Linked DNA regions of Mus musculus: all the other regions are linked to region 3. The links are chromatin contacts, called in public Hi-C maps. All regions are on one chromosome and are shown on one strand. Each heading gives the region's core, a stretch centred on a gene start, on an enhancer-like site or on the middle of the called end of the contact. The rest is flanking DNA. Distances are from core to core; before and after follow the strand shown.

Evidence for each region. Hi-C and Micro-C count contacts between places; a contact is called where the count stands out from the background.
Region 1: a Hi-C map of myocytes shows a contact between it and region 3, with 2.8 times the contacts expected there. The contact joins two enhancer-like sites. A contact is called at or near these places in 2 of 39 promoter capture datasets (embryonic stem cells and stem cell-derived epiblast-like cells), 6 of 484 Hi-C or Micro-C datasets (MC3T3-E1-derived osteoblasts, bone marrow-derived macrophages, cerebellar granule neurons and 3 more), 5 of 115 datasets of contacts at active chromatin or transcription factors (T-cell acute lymphoblastic leukemia, bone marrow-derived macrophages and embryonic stem cells) and 1 of 9 other capture datasets (pancreatic islet).
Region 2: a Hi-C map of cerebral cortex shows a contact between it and region 3, with 2.5 times the contacts expected there. The contact joins two enhancer-like sites. A contact is called at or near these places in 5 of 39 promoter capture datasets (embryonic stem cells, hippocampal neurons, liver and 2 more), 2 of 484 Hi-C or Micro-C datasets (cerebral cortex and nephron progenitors), 2 of 115 datasets of contacts at active chromatin or transcription factors (bone marrow-derived macrophages and embryonic stem cells) and 1 of 9 other capture datasets (adipose tissue).

What each region holds. Positions count from the first base shown.
Region 1 is chr5:20,633,480-20,638,063 of GRCm38.p6, forward strand. The region is part of intron 20 of Magi2 (membrane associated guanylate kinase, WW and PDZ domain containing 2); the gene reads left to right. Among named protein-coding and RNA genes, the nearest start is that of Gm52763, 46 kb to the right of the region's middle. Within about 2 kb of position 1,587, at least 16 of the 459 cell types and tissues checked have an H3K27ac peak or open chromatin away from gene starts, as enhancers often do. A contact at or near this core is called in myocytes, where this site is marked.
Region 2 is chr5:20,581,292-20,585,861 of GRCm38.p6, forward strand. The region is part of intron 16 of Magi2 (membrane associated guanylate kinase, WW and PDZ domain containing 2); the gene reads left to right. Among named protein-coding and RNA genes, the nearest start is that of Gm52764, 41 kb to the left of the region's middle. Within about 2 kb of position 2,075, at least 11 of the 459 cell types and tissues checked have an H3K27ac peak or open chromatin away from gene starts, as enhancers often do. A contact at or near this core is called in cerebral cortex, where this site is marked.
Region 3 is chr5:20,700,654-20,704,812 of GRCm38.p6, forward strand. It overlaps Magi2 (membrane associated guanylate kinase, WW and PDZ domain containing 2), which reads left to right. Exons shown (of 23, transcript NM_001170746.1): 23 at 1,417-4,138. The coding sequence ends at 1,473. Among named protein-coding and RNA genes, the nearest start is that of Gm52763, 21 kb to the left of the region's middle. Within about 2 kb of position 1,723, at least 415 of the 459 cell types and tissues checked have an H3K27ac peak or open chromatin away from gene starts, as enhancers often do. A contact at or near this core is called in cerebral cortex and myocytes, where this site is marked.

The DNA of each region.
Region 1 (4,584 bases), core at 337-2,836, 67 kb before region 3:
ATGTCATCTATCAAGCAGGCAAATGCTAAAAATAAACAACTGGCATTTCTAAACAAGGACAGTAACAAGAGGGACAGGGAGCTCTTGTCTGTTAGTCGTGGAGTCTTTGGAGAGAAAATTGGCAACATCCAATAAATTTGGATATATACATTTACCGATAGGTCAAAACTTCACCATTATGTCTCTTCTCTGGTTTTACTCATCTACACCAGGAGACAGTAATCACTGTCACATCGGTCCTCATTGTAAAGACTGAGTGTAGGAGAGAGTGCCTATGGCTATCAGTAGAATATAAAAGTAAGCAGTATGCCATTTGTGGGATACAGAGTTCTACAGTAGCTTACACGGGTAAACTGCATTTTCTACTGGGAGACATTTTAACAACATAATATTAAGTTTTAAAAAGGATGTTAAAGAATCATGTATGTGATGGTGCTTATGTAAACCTGTAAAACAACCCAGCATTGTGTATTACTTCTGGCATACATATGTCACGGAAAGATGTACGTCAGGTGCGGAGGAGGGAGCAGGCCAGGCTTGGCGCCAGCAGCTCAGAAATGTCCGCACCACCAGAGCCCCTCTAGAAGCCCAAGGAAATGAAGAAGAGAGAGGGTTCAGAACATGGGAGAGCAAAACCTTTCATTCATTTAAGCAACTCAATCCTTCCCTCTAGTCTGTGTCAAAGAGGGGGAGTCGGGGTAGCTTCTCGTATGACGCTGCGATATATTTTTAATGGCTTAAAATGTTGAAAAATAATGGACTTGAACTGCTACCCAGCAGGGAAGGGACAGCGGCTGACAGAGCACAGCTGGTAGCAGTTATTGGACAAATTAATCAATTTTATATTTATGCCTCAGTGGCCAGAGACAGTTTAATCAAACCACTTATAATAACAACGTGATGATCTTGAAAAACAAAGGTGATTAGAAAAGGATTTTCCATCAGAAGAAGCATTTTTTTTCTAGAAGGAGCAGCGAAGCTAGGCAATCTTCATTTACATTCTTATTCAGCCCTCTTGGTGACGAGAGACCACATCATAAAATGAGTCTGCAGCATCACCAACATCATTGACAACACAGGACCAGCCCCTAAAAGTATCGATACAGCGGTGAACCCGAGCAGGCCTGGGAGCCTTCCCTCAGACGTATTTAGTCATTACACAAAACTGCAAGAAACACACTGGAAAGGATGATCAGGAATATAGTCTAGGAGAGAACCTGAAATGGCAAACCTTCCGGAACAGGGGGAGCATCCTGAAGGACACCAAAGTGATTCCCAGAGGCTCACGCAGAGTTAAGGATGTCAGCCCAAGGCATATGAAAAAATATGTATTACAAAAAAAGAGGAGTGTAAACAGATGTGCCATGGGTACTTCAAATTAAGTAATCATGCAGAGAGTTAATCCCATCTCCTCACGCCCGCGGCACTTGTTCTGCGTCACTCGTCAATCGGCTCCCTTTCCTTCTCCACATTTAACTGTAAATTCTTCTGTCAGTTCTCTCCCACCACAGATTTGTCTGCTTATTTCAGAGCAAAATGTGATCATGTTTCTAACACATCTCAAAAGAATCTCTGGCATGAGACTATGTTGAATGGGTGTGTTGTTGTAAATTGCCTGTGGTATTCATCTGGGTGGACCACAGCTGCACAGGCTCCAGGATAACCGACTGAATTTTACATGGAGACGAAACTGCAAATGCATGGATCTATCTGGGGGTGTAAGGAAAAAGAGGTTCACAGGGAGGGCTTAGAATTCTTTGAAGCTAGCTGGGATGCCTGAGAGAGTATTAGCGCTTAGCCAATACTCTCTCATATCTCTGGCTTCTGACATCCCCGACTGCAGTCAGCTCTGGCCTCCTCACTTCAAATTGTGTTTCTCCTCTCCACTCAACATCCTTTCATTGGGTGCAGGAGTCAGTTTTCAAAAATGTAAGAGAGGAAGAGACAGACTAATATGTTTGAGTCAAGATCTGTTTGGGAAAGCTCCCTTTGAAAACCATGACTTGCCATGGAATCCTGAGAGCAGCCACCATTGCATCAATCAGACTGCAGAGTGAGAGGGTTTCAAGAGGACATGGCAAAGCTACCATAAGCCAGGGACCTTTTAGGCTCATGATTTACGAAAGCTTTACATTTTCATTTTCAATTAACCTATTGATAGTGATGTCACTTAAATACTCCTAAGGAATATTATCTGCCCATTATTGCCAGAAAACATGCTGCCCAATTTCATAGCTCAGCTGTTCTCATGCATGGATGGACAATCTGAATTAAGTCGAACAGAAACAGATTTTTAGACACTCGGCTACATTCCTAGATGCAAAATTTAAGTAATTAATATGTGACTTTAAGTAGTAAAAAGAAAATAAATGGATAATGTTTGTTTTGTGTATCATAGTGACTGTTGACTCAATGATCCCTGGCTTCCTATTTATTTAGATTTAGTACTTCAATAGAAAAATTATTATAATCAACACATACATTGCCAATAATACTTGGTATCATATGAAGAGTAAAGGGTCTCCACAGCCCTGAAATTAAACCCTTAATGAAAGACTGTGTGTCTGTTATGGCCGAGGCAGTAGACACCAGTGCCTGCTACTGCCATGATTTCTCTCACTTATGTAGTCTTTGTGCATAGTTCAAATACTGCGCAAGGACATACATGATGCTGTTGATCTGAGACTTCATGATGTCTTTACAGTTATCATCTCAAGAGAAAGGCTAAGATGATCAGGGATATTCAGAGCCATTCATTGCTGACAAGGCTTATGCCCAGTTACAGCTGTCCCCGACTCTTCGTTGCTGAATTCTCACTCATAATTGGATGGACTGGGTATTAGGACTATTTGGGGCATGCAGTTATGTATATTTTATGTCTCTTTTGATTATACAAAATAATGCATTTTATTGTAGCATTTTGAAACAGATAGTATATTCTGATTCTATTCACCCTCATCGCTCCTTCTTATTATTTTAGTTTGGGTTTCCATTGCTATGATGAAGCACCACGGCCAAAGAAACTTGGTGGGGAAAGGTTCATTTGGCTTACACTTCCACAGCACTGTTCATCATTAAAGGAAATCAAACAATGCAGAGTCGTGGAGGCAGGAGCTGATGCAGAAGCCATGGAAGGGGTACTATGTACAGGCTTGTTCCTCGTGGCTTGCTCAGCCTGCTTTCCTATAGAACTCAGGACCACCAGCCCAGGAATGGCCCCCTCACAATGGCCTGAGTGTTCCCCCATAAATAACTAGTTTGTTTGTTTGTTTTTTTTTAAGCCCTACAGACCTGTCAGGGCTGGATCTTATATTGGCATTTTCTCAACCGAGGCTCAGTCCTCTTTGATGATTCTAGCTTGTGTCAAGTTGACACAAAACTGGCCAGTACAACCGCAAAGGTAAATATTCAGTCATTTGCATCTCCTCCAAGTAATGAACAGCACTGTCTTTCTCCCGGCTGAGGGTACTGAAGAAAAAAACGTGGTCTCCTTGTCCTCTGCCACTGTGAATGATTTGTGAAGGTCTTCCTGTTGGTACAGTGGAGTCTCTGAGAATGGCTTTAAGAAGAAGAGCAATGTCTTTCTCTCAGTGGTATGATCTCAGAAGTCCAAGATAAAGGTGCCAGAATCTGGTGTGGTCTCTTCTGTGTCCACAGGAGAAGGCGAGTGTGCAGGCCCACTCCAGTAGCCCTTCATATCCATCCATCCACTCCTCAGGATGGAGCTCGCAGGACATAAACCTACCCCGAGTCCTGCCTCCAACACCCATATGCTGAGAATTATGTTTCCTGCACATAGGTTTGGAGAACTCATCCCAGACCATAATAGCAGTGGCAGAAAATAATAATCATTGCCAGCTACCCCCTCTCCTGTTTACCCACCATATATTTATTAACAAATCACTTCTGCTCAGTTGCCTACACATATATGCACGCACGCACACTTACACACCACTCCCACACGCACATATACACCACACATACCACACAGCATACACACATAACACACATATACCACAGGCCACATACTACACAGCAGCATACATACACATATGCATGTACACACACACACACACACACACACACACATGCATACACAACATACATGAACATATGCACTCACAGATACATATATACACACAACATACACATATATAACACACACTAAATGCTACAGAATATATTATAAAAACAGGGAGCATGGTCTCTGCTCTCTAGCTATACTCTGTGAGGAATAATTAGGAGTTCCATGGGAGCTTATTTCCCAGTGCTTCTTTCTCATAGGAGCAATCACCATGGCTGACAGTTATGCGAGCAGCAGATTCAGTAATGCTAAAAGCAAAGAGATGCCTCCACCTTGTGGCTGCATCCTTCTGAGGCCTGCTGGGGAAGCTCTTGCAGGTTTGCCTCTCTTTGCAAGCCAAAGAAAACTGTGTTGGTTTTACTTGTCGAACCTTTTTTACCTTCATAAAATCATAAGTATTAGAAATACTTGAGGCCTTGTTTTCACAGAAGTTCACTTTCGTTTTGCCCAAAGGCAAGTAGGTATGTAAATATCCATGAAACACTCACCTCACACCAAGC
Region 2 (4,570 bases), core at 825-3,324, 120 kb before region 3:
ACACTGTACTCTGTTCCTGATGAGCTCAGCTACCTGTCCTGATTCCATGGATTAGCAGCTCCCATTTGACTCTCAGATTAAAGCCAGAACCTGTACAGCGGGTGAGACCTTTCATGATCTAGCCTCCCTCCTCTGTGCTAGGCTCACTGGGATTTGCATCTACTGGTGTGTGTCACTGCACATAACAGACCTCACTAACCCACAGATCTGCCTGTGCAAATGACAGCACAGGTGGTGGTGATAGCTCGTCTCCCTCCACACTGCCATTTGGGAGGATCCCATGTGCCCTGCCAAACCCAGATTACATAGCTCTTCCTCTGGTGATTCCCAGAGACCCTCCACACTCCGTTGCCCAACTCTTTCCTCCTGCTCAGTCTATGCCAATTGTTTATCTATCTCTATATTTGCCCACTGCCTTTGTTTCCCCTGTTTATCTCACTCTTCTTCCTGTTTTTTAAGGTTTGATTCCAATAGAGTAGAGATCTGTAATCTGTAGTGTAATCGGTAGTCTAAGTTTTAAAGAGTATGCTTAGTTTTACAGCCATAGTCAAAATGAAGCCATGAGGCCTCACACCTGCCCATCTCTGTGACCCACTGATATTTTTTTTCTGTTCTAATATTTTACCTTTCTCTGTATAAAATTATTGTACCGAGTTTCTGGCTCTGATGTCTTTGCATCTCACGTAATTCATTTTAGCTTTGCCAGTTGTCGTTTCTTGTATTGATATTTGGTTCATTTGACTTCATAGTTCTCCATCTTATGGATGTGCCACAGTTTATCAGTCCTTAGTTGAGAGACTTTGGGGTTGCTTTTTGTTTGGAATAATCACAAACAAAGCTGGCAGGCATCTTTTTGTAAATCTTGGTGTGAAAATAGGCTCTGTAATTTTAAAAGAACATGCAAAGGTATTTTCATTTGGTAAGTATTGAGGATGGCCGTGATGGATCGTGGACGCCTGGTCCTCAGTGGCTCAGATGGGAGGGCTGGATGCTTTCCATCTTTGAAATTATTTCCAAGCTTTTCCACTTTGTGATCATTTCATGTAGACACATTAAGCATCCCAGTAGGCACACAGCAGCATCTCGACTTCAACTTTACATTATACTTTTTCCCTAAAGACCAACAACACTAAAGATGTTTTCATGGTTCTTGTTTTTTGGGTTTTTTCCATCTATAGATCTTGGGTGAAGTATGATTTTGCTCTTGGTCTCTTCCCTCTGGAGGATAATTGTCATCTTGCTGTATGCATCTGGGGACTCCCTGGTCCGTTTGCATTTCTCATTTTAGCGAAATAAAAGTCATTTTGCAATAACAATCTCGCAAAATTATTGCAGAAACATAGTATGTAAAGTGTTGTTTAGTTAAAAGTGATAATGTGTGTAGCTGCAGTACCGAAAATACAAGTGTTGAAAGAAACTGTCCACAAACAGAGATGGAAAGTAAGCTACAGAGTGTGATGCTCACAAAGAGGAATACGCGTGAAGAGAACCACACACAAAACTCTCACGTGCTGAAACAATTTATTTAACCACTCGGCGGTCATACTGCAAGTTGTTTTCAAAGTTAATATATGATCTCCTGGCTCCTGGGTACTTCGCTTAAGGCCTTTTCATATTTGGAGTTTTTTTTTTCCTAATCATGCAAAATTAGACCATTTCAAGTTAAAGCATGCTATACCCTGTTAGTAAAACTTTGGCTTCAGTTAGGGCGGGGGAAACCCTGAAGTCAATAAATATTCATGTAATCTTGGGGATAACATATTGCAAAGGACAGCTGGCTCAGGAGGGATCATTTGCCTGGGCTAGTATCTGTTTCCATTTACATTAAGGAAATATTGCAAGAAGTTATTATCTGCCTCGGGGCTCGGGGGAATACAATGGAAGGCTGATAGTGCACCTGATTGCTTTTGACATTTGCAGATTGTAACAGGGAACCGTGTGATGATAGCCTAGTGACTTCTTACAAAACACAATTTCAGAGGCTGTGAAGGAAAAGGGAGCTGGCAGAGACAGAGCGTGTGGCATCTGTAAGAATGAGAAACGGGATTTGTCAGCGGCACCTGCTTGTAGCTATCAGTCATCCCTACTGGGCCGCTGAGAAATTACTCAGCACCAGGAACGTTGATGGGCGTGAAGTCTCCTGTGCTTTGATATGGGATACGGAGGAGAGATACAGATACGGAAGAGAGAAAGTGTGGTTTTATTGAGCATTTTAACCCCAAGCCCGTGTTGATAAAATATAATTGTATGACATTTAGAGAGCACTCGGAAGAGGTCAGTCGTCTGTGCTACAGGAAACAAACAACAGAAATTGTTTTTAGTATGAATTCATTATTATTTCTCATTTGTATTTCAAGTGGATTCCAAATCTCTTACTAAGGCCCCCAAAGTACTAAAGGCAGCAACTGAATACGGTCTTTAATTGATTTTTTCATTTGCTGATTGATGGTGGCAAAATGGAAATATGTTTATCACCTCCGATTTCTCAGACCCCATTGTAGTACAGTAGGAAAGGCGTCAGCAGGAGGAGGAGGGACAGAAGTAGGACAGGGCAGGAGTGGGTAGAGCAGGTTAAAGATTAAAAAAAGTAGCAACTTACTTTGCAAGTCAGAGAACAAAGACAGATGGAGAGACCACATATATACCCATTCTTTGTCTTTAGGAATTCTGAGAGGCTCAGAGCTGTAAAACCCAGGACAAAATAAAACATGAAGGTTTTTTTAAATCAAAACATCAGCAGGGTCAGTGAGGTGGCTCAGATGGTAAAGGGACTTACACACACACACACACACACACACACACACACACACAATAAGTAAATAAATGTTTAAGCAGTTTTAAATAGAAAAGCAAGTGCTGGCAATAAGCTGCACACGGCCCTGAGTTTTATCCCCAGCACCTCAAAAGAAAATTAGAGGGAGGTTATGGGGGGCTTTGGGGAAATGTATCTGAAATGTAAATGAAGAAAATATCTAATAAAAAAAACCAGAAAATTAGAGGCAGAAAAATAAGTAAAAAATGATAAGTATACAGCAGGAATACAGCCATCCTAGTCAGTTTTGTACTGTTATTATATAATACCACATAATGGACATCTTTAATAAACAAAAATTTATTGAAAATTCTAGGGTCTCCTGTGATTCCCAACTGTCTAAACTAGCATTATAATCACATAAAAGCAGAATACTATTTTTTATTAAAAAGAGCAATATTGTTAAAGAAAGAATTCTTAGATATTGAAATTATCATGACTAAATTAAATTTTTAGTATAAGCATTGGGGAATAAAATTAAATGAACTCTCATGTGAAACAGAACAAAAAAGAAGCATGAAGTCTTAGAGAAATGTTAAGAGAATTGCAGACCAATTTTGGAGGACGATAGCTAATGAAGAGCCGTAGCAAGAGAGAGCAGAGAAACACAGTAGGAATTATCAAAGACATTCTATAATGGGTGCTCCCAAGTATCTCATAGAAACAAGTCCTCATACCAACCACATCAAGTGCACTACAGCAAAACTTCAGGACACAAAAGGCCCAGAGTCAGTACTTACTAAACATTTTCTCCATGTCCCTAAAAGAAAGACAAGTGCATTAAATTTAAGAAGCAAGAAACTCTAATAGGCTGAGACTTAATACAGTCACTTCTCGGTATCCATGGAGACTGCTTGCAGGCTCTTATGCTATCAAACCACACAGATGCCCAAGTCATCTATGCTACAAGGGATGGCCACCATATGTTTTCCCCACATACTTCAAATCATCTCTAAATTGCTTACAATTCGTAAATCTGTATTAACATTTTATAAATGGTTGTGATTTGATCGAGGAACAAGACAAAGCTCATAATGATGAGAAGCACAGTCTGTGTGTATTCAGTACACACGTGGCTTTTATTTTAATGTGTGCTTGGTTGAATACATGCATGCAAAAGCCAAGGACAGAGCGGGCAACTGAAGCTGCACTGAATGTTCAGTTAGAGAGACACTGGAACGCCTCTGAGAAAAATCAGCTTTTAGTCTAGAACGGATGTAGCTTTCTAAGATAGAAATCATTCAAATATCATAATGACATTTTCAAACAATAATTAAAGAAATCACTTTCTTGCATGTATGGTTCCTAGAAGACTGTTGTACAATTTGCTTTAAAATGGACTTGTGTGGTCCTGAGGCTCCCTAGTCATGACCCCATCCATCCTAATTACCTAGCAACTCCCACACACACACACACCCCCATACCACTATAGCATGTGAATTTGGGTGATGAGTTTCCTACCTAGAAACTTAAGGACATAGATTCAATCCCAGCACTCGGGAGGCAGAGGCAGGCGGGTTTCTGAGTTCCAGGACAGCCTGGTCCATAGATTGAGTTCCAAGACAGCCAGGGCTACACAGAGAAGCCCCGTCTCAGAAAAACAAACAAACAAACAAACAAACAAAACAAACAGACAAACAAACAAAACCCATAGCAGTGCTATACCTCATGCCTGCAATTGTTTCATGGGTCTCATGCTTCTGTCACTGTGCCATTGTTGTTGCTGTGTTGTTGCTGAGGACATGGCATCTTGCTATT
Region 3 (4,159 bases), core at 473-2,972:
ATTTTTAACTGTAGCCCACAGTAGGGGTTTCCACTGAACACATCGACTAATTCCAGATTATTCCGAAGGTAACCAAGGATACTTGGTTTCCAAACTGAAAAGATTCATGGACATCAGTTTATGGAGAGAAGGAAGATAAGGCTGTACTCAGAGTGACCTATTCAGATCTCACAGCAAAGGACAAAGTGTGTGCAACTACTCTGATAGTTTAAAGGTGGCCAGAACTGTTGGGGAAGAGAGCAACTCCACTGTCCTCTTCCTGTCCTCGTCTAAGTCACCATCAGAAGAAGTACCATATACACATCTCAACTTTAAAACAAAGCAGGCTCCTGGTATTCATGAGCTGGGCGGACTCAAGATCACTAACCTTACCACCTACTAGTGGAAAAGAATCAACAGCCACCCAGAACTCAATATAAATGTGGCTTCTTTGTGTCCCACTCATATACTAATTCCTTAGAGAAAATAACATTCTGAGAATTATAAAACTTAAGATCTTTTCAAAGGTCATGAGACATTTTCCTCACAAATATCAAGGGTTCCTGTATTGAATTTCCCTGCTTGATTTTGCCTTGGGGTAAGAAAATTCCAGGGAAATGTTATTGCTGGTGGTCATAACTAACTCACTGAATCCAACACATCTGCCCCCTACTTGGTTTCCGGCCAGTGTTTTGTTTTATGTTATATATACTTTTTTGGAAAGTCAACATAGTTGCTTGGAAGGCAACAGAGTAAATCCTCAATGGCCTTAAAGCTAGGCTTTCTAGAATCAGTCCCGTTTATCTTAGTCTAGGAGCCATCCATGTTAAAACTACAAAAAAAAAAAAAAAAAAAAATCAAAGACAATGATTTTCTTTTCGGGCAAGAAAGCAATGATAGTTTTCAGATGAATCAATCCAAATCCCAAGGTTATTAGGCAATTGCTGAGAACTATGCTTTGAGCGACACCTAACGGCTGAGAAAATCACACACCCAACTCCTTTGAGGAGGACTCAGATCCATCCCAAGAATCGCAGAAGGCCTGCTAAAAACAGAGGAGCACCTGGTCTCTATACTGCTGGGACCTGCTGGGCTGGGTCGCTGGGCAACTTGTATTTCCACAGTGAGGTCTGAGAACCGGTGATTTATTGCCAAGTCAGTGGCCATGCTAGGCGTGACCCCAGAAATTAAGAGCAGACTGAGGCAAAGGGATTAGGCCCGAGCTGTGCCTTGAACTCTTGAGCGATGGCTGCCCGGGACGGGTGGGGGACGGAACCCCGGGGTGCGGCTGGCTGCCCTCTGGGCAGTTGAGGGATGTGGCGGGGCCCTTGAGAGCAGCCGCCTGGCTGCCAGCCCGGGTCCCCGGCATGGGGGTGGGGGAGTTAGCTGGAGCGCGGGGACGCGGCGCGCCCTAACGCCTGTGCTTCCTGTCCACAGACGAACCCCACGCCTGGAGTGCTGCCGCTGCCGCCGCCCCAGGCCTGCCGGAAGTAGGCGTCTCCCTCGAAGACATCCTCTCTCCATTCTCTCCATCACATCCAGCCCCACCCTCCGACCCTTCCCACCAGATAGGCCCAGACCCAACTTGGGATATCCAAAGGGAACACGACGTTAGGAAACCAAAGGAGCTTTCGGCCGGCGGCCAGAAGAAGCAGCGCCTGGGGGAGCAGAGGGAGCGCTCGGCGAGCCCGCAGCGCAGTGCGCGGCCCAGGCTGGAGGAGGTGCCCGGCGGCCAGGGGCGGCCCGAGGCCGGCAGGCCCGCCTCGGAGGCGGCCGACGGGAAGGAGGCGCTGCGCGGCCGGCGTGAGGGCCTCGGGGCCGCGGGCGCGCGGGAGGCCGAGGCCAAGGTGGGTGTGCGCTCGGGGGCCCGACCCGCAGCGCGGCCCACGGGGGGCGGCCCAGCGCGCAAGGCGACGATGGCGCCGGGGCCCTGGAAGGTGCCGGGCTCCGACAAGCTGCCGGGCGCCCTGCAGCCTGGCGCCTCGGCCGCGGGCAGATGAGCCCCAAGGCGAGGGGCCCCCGCCCGCCTCCACGCAGGCCGATCTTCCTGGGTTCCGTCTCACGGCGTTTTAATTTATTTCCACTGTCACACGCATAGATCTATACGAGGCGCCGAAGCCCGGGAGCGCCGGCGTGCGACGCGCGTAGGCGGCACGGCACGGTGTGCGCGCAGGCAGACCTAAACTGATCCTAAAGCCCCCGGTTCCATGGTGGGAGCTTTGGCAGCTACGGAAGAACCAAAATCACGCAAACATCACAGAGAGACAGTGCAGTGTAGCTTTAGATTCAAAAAGAGAAAAAGAAAAAAGTTCCCCCCACTGCATGAAGGATTTGGATGTCATCCAAACTTTATATCAAGAAACTGGACAAGTTCAGAGCAATCACAAACTGGAATATCGCCTTAAAAAAAAATCAAACTGCACGGAGCAAGCGGAAACTGAGACAAGATTATATCTTTTAATTGATCTAAAGTGTTGTAAATAAATCGTTCTTGACATATCTAGACAGGGGATAAAGGGTTTCTTTGAAACATCCAGAACTGTTCTCCCATGCTACGTTTCCATGGCTCCCCCTTCAGCATCCACCAACGGTATTAGCAGCAGCGTCCCCTGCCTACTGCAGGATGAGTTAGAAACCTAGTGAATTCATTGGTGTGATGCCTTTTTTACTGCCATTTCTGTGGTCAAGTCACATTTCTGTACATTTTCAGTAGTAGGGAAAAAAGGTTTTAAAAATTGTATCCTAGGGAGCAGTTTGCCGTAAGTCAGAATTTTGCAGGTTAGCTCGTAGATCCTAATTGGTTGCCTCTAAAATAATGAGTTTGATAATCAAAAGACCATAATCTGTTTAATCGAGATTGACAACGCTGCAGTTCCTTCCTGAAAAGGCTTCCTGTCATCCCAGGCACTCAGAGATACGTAGCTGCTCTGTTAGCAATCTTCTATTTTACCTATTTGATTGTCTTATTTTAAAGCTCTTCATTTGCACTTTGACAAAGTATTTGTCCTATATTTCTCAAATTAGAATCTCTAATATTGAAAGCATTATGATAACTAATTTATTTTCATTAAAGAACATAAGTCCTTTGGCATTCCTTTCTGCTTTCCTTATTTGATCTCCTTTTTGTTTCCACCTGTAGCTTTTCGCCTCCAATTTGCTAATGCTTTTTGTTACACTAACAATCTATAGATGCACCTTTATGTCCCCGGGTTACCATCGCAGGTCAGCGATTGTCCCTGCAGTAAAAACTGTCAAACGTTAACATTAGTCAGCTATCCATTGGTATTTATTGTAGCTGCACATATTTAAAGACAAAATGTCTGAAGGCATTTTGTCATGAATATGTTTTGTATAACTGAGGCTTCAACTCTTCAGATATTCTGCTCCTTACACAAGTACTTGTTGAGTAAGAGGGAAGCCGGGTCCATCACGCCAGGTCACATGTAACTGCTGTCTCAATGAGTCTTCCCACTCTCTGGACACTACCTAGTTTAATTTCCATCGTACATAAAGATAGTTGTTCCACAAGCAAATATGGTCAGAAGCCTCAAGTGAAGGGTATTGCAGCTTGTAAAAGTAATTTCCAAAATGAAACACATTCATCATAAACAAAGCACAAACACGTGTAGCGGTTTATACTTTCGGTTTAATCTCAATTTGTCTTTTTCCCCTGGACTAGAAATCCAGTATAGTTTGCCATTAATTTATTGACTCTGGGTTTGGACCATGCTCTGTAGTGTAGCTGCACGTACGTCCTGGTACTGTGTCCTCTGACCTTTACGTTCCATAGGCTTCAGAAGGACAACCGTGGAGATCACCCTTGCATAAACTCTAATTTGCACACTTCACAGCTACTACCCGTGCAGCAATTGCTTTATGCGGCTGTAATCCATAACCCGTGAAGACAGCACATCATCTAAATCTCATTCCAAATAATATTTCTGTGTAGTGTTAGCTGTGAATTTACCCTGTACAGCTGTATCTCTATAAATATAATTCCATGTATTAATAGTCACAGAAAGACTGTAAGTGAGCAACTATTTTTATGAAACGCACCACTATGGATAAATTAACTTTTACAGAAATCTTGTTTACTGTATGATATTCTAAAACACTGTCAAATAAAATATATATCCAAAAATCTTTTCTTTTTCCAGCTATATAAACTGTGTGTTAATTT